Regions from separate parts of the Rattus norvegicus genome. Here region 1 is linked to region 2. Evidence: chromatin contacts called from public Hi-C data. All regions are on one chromosome and are shown on one strand. The core of a region is the stretch at or near the end of the contact, and the rest is flanking DNA. Distances in the headings are between cores, read along the strand shown. Region 1 has its middle 160 kb from the start of Klf6. Region 2 has its middle 17 kb from the start of Klf6.

Evidence for each region. Hi-C and Micro-C count contacts between places; a contact is called where the count stands out from the background.
Region 1: a contact with region 2 is called in a Hi-C map of Schwann cells, with 4 times the contacts expected there. The contact joins two enhancer-like sites. A contact is called at or near these places in 5 of 12 Hi-C or Micro-C datasets (the Rat2 cell line, Schwann cells, frontal cortex and 2 more).

What each region holds. Positions count from the first base shown.
Region 1 is chr17:69,612,417-69,615,577 of GRCr8, reverse strand. No RefSeq gene overlaps it. Among named protein-coding and RNA genes, the nearest start is that of Klf6, 160 kb to the right of the region's middle. Within about 2 kb of position 1,392, at least 29 of the 93 cell types and tissues checked have an H3K27ac peak or open chromatin away from gene starts, as enhancers often do. A contact at or near this core is called in Schwann cells, where this site is marked.
Region 2 is chr17:69,473,772-69,476,961 of GRCr8, reverse strand. No RefSeq gene overlaps it. Among named protein-coding and RNA genes, the nearest start is that of Klf6, 17 kb to the right of the region's middle. Within about 2 kb of position 1,806, at least 34 of the 93 cell types and tissues checked have an H3K27ac peak or open chromatin away from gene starts, as enhancers often do. A contact at or near this core is called in Schwann cells, where this site is marked.

The DNA.
Region 1 (3,161 bases), core at 143-2,642, 140 kb before region 2:
AGAGCCTATTGATTCTTTCATAAGCTCTCTGGCCAGTACTTATACCCAGACCATGGGATCTGAAATGTGAAGGCTCTTCTCTCCTCTCCTCCTTAGAGTTTCCATTCAGAAACAAAAACAAACAAACAAACAACAAACCACTGGGCCACACAAAAGCTGGTCCTTTAAATTTAGCACTGGGCTTCTCTGAAGCAGTGCAAAGGAAACCAATAAGATGCCTAAGTGGGGTTAATGGGATGTTAGCAGTCAAACCCATCATTTGTGTTTCCTCCATGTTACAGAGGGTGGAGAGAGCACTTCATAGTTGGCTGATTTTCCCCTTCTGTTCCTGTTAGAATTTTGTTCGTAGAGTAAACTTACTCCCATCCCCTGGTGCCCCAGCTCAGGTTGTCTTGGCCTTTTCCTTACGGGTCATGTTTACCAAAGGTTTACAACTTGGCTGCAAACACCAGTTGGCACCAAACCTGGGAAGTTGGGCAGGAGGAGTTTGGCATAAACATTGCCCGGAAGCACTTTTTTCTTTCTGAATCTGAGAAAAACAGGCTAGGGTCATTTTCCAGCTATTTATGTTATTCATGCATAAATAAGACCGAGGCCTGACAGCATCAAACAGTTGCTGGCTTTTGCATGCCTCAAAAATAGATTTGATCCAAGAAAAGTAACATTTGGTAAACAAATACGCAGTGACAGGCTGTTAAAAAAAATGAAGGGGGGGGGGAAGGTGGCATGGGATGGATTAAATAGAAAGGCAAGAGAGAATGTTTCAAGAATCATTTTTTATATCAGAGAGCAGAGCCAAGAAAGTTATTGTTAAATGACTACAAACATTTAGAAATTTCTACAGACTCAAGATTATAAATAAGCAAAATGCAAGCTTTCCAGTAGATTTTTATTAAGATCTAGAAGGCACCTCAATCAAGCACTCAAAGAAAAGAATATAGAATGATCTCGGGAGGATAGGAACAAATGATGTGTTCTGAAAACAATGGTGTTTAAAGCATTTTAAAACTCGAGGAGAGAAGGAGGGGGAGCGAGTCATGAATTAACACATGTTGATGTTATAGGTCTTTTAAAATAGTTGTCAGTGTTCAAAGCCTCCCCTTGTCTCCCCTCTTATTAAATTGTTTAGAAACGCAGTTTGTAAACTGTAAACATCGGCAGCCTGTGGCTGTATTCTAAAGAGAGAAAGTGATGGTGTCAACTGTTCCCTAAAGAACGTCTTTCTGGCAAACTTAAAAGTCAGCCTTGACGTCAAGTGACTCTGGACAAGAGTCCGCATTGAGTTCTACGGAAGAGTGGGCAGAAAGGACTTTCACTCTGGAAACCCTACCAGGGAGGAAGCACTGAGAGACCAGTTTAGGGAAAAATTAAAAGCAAGCCAACTCAAACAGAAAGTAAAAATAAGTCAGTGGGGAAAGAATGTCAACTGCAGAAGAATGTAGCTTGTCTGCCACAGCTCGCGTTCTGGAACACGTGCTCTTCAGGCAAGAAAGGGTTTTCCTAAGCTTGTTTTGTTTGCTCTTTTCAAAGGAGGTTTGAGCTATTGTTAACTGCTCAAGTCAGGGGCAGTTACATCTGGTGGCCAAAAATGTATGCTACCTTCTACATTTTTTTTTCTTTTTTTTCAGAGCTGGGGACCGAACCCAGGGCCTTGTGCTTGCTAGGCAAGCGCTCTACCACTGAGCTAAATCCCCAAACCCTCCCTTCTACATCTTAGCCACACCAGGCAGAGAAATAGAATTGTGCCAGTCGATGAGAAAATTAACCTGATTGAAAGACCGTAGACATAATCCAAGGCATCTAATCAGTATACTCCAATGCCGATTCGAGCTTTTCAGGGACTCGTTTCAAATGTTTGGCTCCCTGGAACTACCTAGGTCAACTTCATCTACAACTGGGTCTAGAATATGATACATGTTCCTGGTGTGCGCTACTTCAGACAGAGTCTATAAATCAGTCTATTTACCCTACTATCAAAACTGTTGCCATGACGATGTTGTGGCTCTGAGGATAGCAAATCACATGGTCTGCAGATAAATGTTTACATCACAGAGCCACAGAGTGCCTTTGCCGACACTGAAAAGCACAAATATACACACAGGATAATCCCTTGGAGACTGTTACTGTCTGTGAAGAAAAAGCCCTAGAGAATGTGGTCTGGACACCAGAGACCAGAGAAGAAACATGCTCATCAGATAACAGGCTTCTTGGAAAGTGGCCTAGGCAGCCTTCAGTATTCTCAGAACTGGCAATTAGTTCTTATTATATTTGAAAGACATATATTTTACCTCAACTGACTAATCATGTGGCTTCTTCAAGAACCTGAATAGATTTTTTTTTTTTTTGATTCTCAATTCCTAGCACTCTGCCTGATATTTTCCAGAGCTTCAGCAGGCATCTGTCAAAGGAATAGTCAACATGAGAAGCTAGGATATAACATCCTTAGTCACACACTGATGCTATGAAATTGCAAGTGTCTGCACACTAAGAGAGGGGTCCTTGATTTGGCTTTGTTTAAGGTTTTTGTTGGTTTTGTGTGATTTGTTTTTATTATTTTAAAGGGGTCTTACATGGCCCTTTGAACTTGATAGTCTAGGATCACCTTGAATGTCTGATTCTTCCAACTACTAGAATCAGGTCTGTGCCACAATGCTTGGCTTTCTAGAGTCCTAGGGTTTGAACTCAGGACTGTATGCATGCTAGGCAAGTACTCTACCAACCAAGCTATGTTCTTTGCCTCTTGGCTTTTAATTTTGGCAGACTTTGGAGAAGTGGTTAGAGACTAAAAGGAAACTTACACCAATCATAAATAAATACGTTGTTTTAAAATGCTCTTTTGTTATATCATTTTCATACAAATCAATATGAACATATAAATATGAATGCACTGATTGATGATGAGTAAAAACTGATAAATGATAGATCAATTTATCAATATATGTTGATAGATGTGAGGATAGATCTATTGATTAATCAGTAGATAATAGTTGACAGATGATTGGTACATAATAAAATGATTGGTAAATAGATGAGAAACAATGATGATAAATAGATATATAATAAAAGATAGAGAATAAATGCTTGGTAGATAGGTGACTGGTAGAGAGTAAAGAGAGGGTAGATAATAGATGTTTGATAGGCAAGTAGATGATAGATAATAG
Region 2 (3,190 bases), core at 557-3,056:
GAGGCTTGGAGAGGAGGCTGGCTTGCTTGTCCACAGAAACATAACTAGAATGTTCGTTCTGTGGTGACGGGCATCTAAATGTGCTGGGCGGGAGAGGAACCCTGCCCATTTTTGACCATCTAAACTGAACACACACCACTAAAAATGTAGATGAGAATGTCATTTTCAAGCCGATAGTGGAATTATTACCCAAGGAGAAAGAGACCCACTGAGTCTGCGAAGTAGTTCAGGGAGACCGAGTTTAATTGGGATCGAAGGAAGGAATTGGAGCAGCAAATGGAAGGCAAGCAAAGGCCACAGCAAGTTCGAGGTAATGGAGGAGCTGCTCGTGTTTCTTTGCTGTGGTCCAGGCTGGTGGGGAGAAATGTTGACTAAAATGTCAGGTTATTGTGGATAACCAGACCTAGAGCTTTTTAGCCCAGGTCTCAGCACAGTTCTGAAAGCCACGGATTTAAGAAGTCTTTGGAATTCCTTATCTTAAAACACGTTGAACAATCAATGTATGGTAAAGGTCGAGTCTCTGGCTGCAAAACCCTGACCACCAAGGAGGGAGCCCGGAGGGCTAGGACGGAGTGGAGATAATTACAGGATTGAACCGGTTCTGTTGGAGGCAAAGCAGGAAGTGAGTAGCCTGGTTAAGACTCAGCCTGTAAACTCCTGGTAAATTCAAGTAATTCGTGGTAGTCTTTGTATGTCTTCCAAGCTCCATGGGACTGCTTCTGACTGCCGATGAGGGACCATCATAAGTGGACTGAGATCCATTAAGCTATTTCTCTATCCTCAAATAGAGAATGTGTGATTGGGAATAATCTGTGTCTATGGCCATGGACACAGGGTGGGCCACCTCTTAAGGAAGGGGCTTTTCCCAATAAAGACATCATCTTCCCCTAAGAGAATGGGGGACGGGATGTATCCAAGGGTGTTGGAAGTTACATAGCAACAGATTCTTCAGTGGTGTTTATGAAACTGAAGCCTAGCAACTCATGAAGGAGCCAGGTCCACAGGATCTCCTTGAATGAGACTTGCAGTTACAGTTGTAACTGATTCAGAGGTGGTCACATGTTGCTCACCCAGAATGTAACCCTGCGGCAGCAAGTAGCAGGAAAACAGCCATGCCCGTTTTATTCATATTTTATAACCTACAGTAAACATTTACTTAACAATTCTACCCTGCCTATCACCGCCTTAGACACTTATGTAGAACTTAGAGTCAGACTGAATGCAAATAAGATGTTAATTATTGCAAGCAAATGATGCCTGTATCGTTAGACTCTGATGAATTTTTAAAATACACTGGAGGGGGAGATGGAGTCATAATATAATTCTCTATGAGGGTTTTGAAAGAGCGGTCATTAAAATCCGTATGCTTCTGTATTACAGGCAATAAGATTTTTTAAGCCAGGACGAAAGTGGAATTCTTTTGGTTAAGGATTCTAATAGGATTCTTTTTTGTTCTGTTTTAATCCTTAATCCTTAATCGAGGGGGAATGTCCCATCTCCATGAGTCATCAGAATGGCTTCTCACAGGTAAGACCTAGAAGGTTCCCGATATGCTTCCCCTGATTTGAGAAACTTACTCAAGCCAACTAAGACATTAAAGGGGTCTGATAAGTCTAAATCCTACTCCAGAATGTCGCCTGAACCCTGGACCGCGTTTTCTGGGTTACAGAAACAGGCACACCGTTTGGAATCTGCAGCAGCTGGGCAACACCAATTTGGCAAAATAGTAGCACAAAGGCAAAAGATAGCTATCTCCTCTTGAAGCCGCTGACTCATGCGGATGAGTCATTTACAATCAGCATGGCGGTGGGTCTGAGGGAAACCAACCCCGAGAACACTGTGCGCTGAGCGCTGACCAAGTAAACAGTGCAAACTCCCTCTGCTGATTCTAGGAAAAGAATCTTGGAACCTTTAGAGGAAGAAATCAGAGAGGCCTGCAAAGCCAGGCAACCTCCCGGCCTTTCCATTCTCAGTTCTGATATCCTCTGGCACCGGAGCCCAGCGCTCAGCATTTAGGTAAACATTCCACACTGGTGTGAACACCTAGGTGACCCGAGTAAATTATGAATTCCCAAGATAGAATTACAGTGTCATCAAGTGTGACTGTATATAACTGGGCACGCGTTCATTTCCCCCTCCGATTAGTTATAGCATAAATAATTCACAGGCACCAACCAGAGCCAAAGTTGCTCAGTGGAAGTCTCTTTTTTTGGTATTAAAAGGATGAGTGTCTTTTCCTTAAGAACCTTCTAGCAACATGTACAAATAAAGCCACACGCAGTGACAAACTGTGCTGCCTGGAGTTTAGCTGATGACATTCTTGTTATTGAAACAGGAAATGACTCAGCCTGGGCTAGACCAGAGAGGATCATACATTATATTCCGTTTTGTTGGCTGGTTTGAAAAAAAAAGAAGACAAACTATCACAAAGCAACAATGTTTGTTTATTAAATAATACCTTTTCTCAGTTGAGAGAGAAAAGAAAAGTGAAGTGGAGGTTAAAGTTTTCAGGATTTTAATTTATGCACTGCATTCTAGCAAATAAAAAAAATTCCTTGACAAGCCATTATTAAAACGTTGCAAAACAGGTTTTTCACAAGTGTTAGGATCAAATGACTGTTCTAGGCTCCAGAAGATATGTTTACTATTCCTAAAAGGCACGAGTTAGGGTATTAGAGACCAGAGAGAAAACTATCAGTACTGAATACTAACATTTCTATGGTTAGTTGGAACCTGCTCTGTTTAGATAAACTGATTTCGAACATAATTTTATTTTATGCTCATTGGTTTCTTTGTTTGTTTGTTTGTTTGTTTGTTTGTTTGGGGTTTATTTTGACTGCACTACGTGAAGACACCAGGAGTCCTGAATCTGGAGTTACAGACAGATGTGTCAGTACTCTTAACTGCCGAGCCATCTCTCCAGCCCCAAGATAAACTTCAGAAACATTTTTTAATTAAAATATATCACTTCCCTCCTTTCTTTACCTCCCCCCAAACTCTCCTTGTCTAACCCATTTCCTCTCAAATTGATAACCTCTTTTATGTTGTTGTTACAAATGCACATGCACAAAGACATGAGTACAACCTTAGATAAAAGTTTTAACACATTACTAAATACTACTGTTTTACTAACATTTTTATTTTTACTTTTCATTTTTGACCAGGACTAATCTGAAGTTTACCTTTGTCT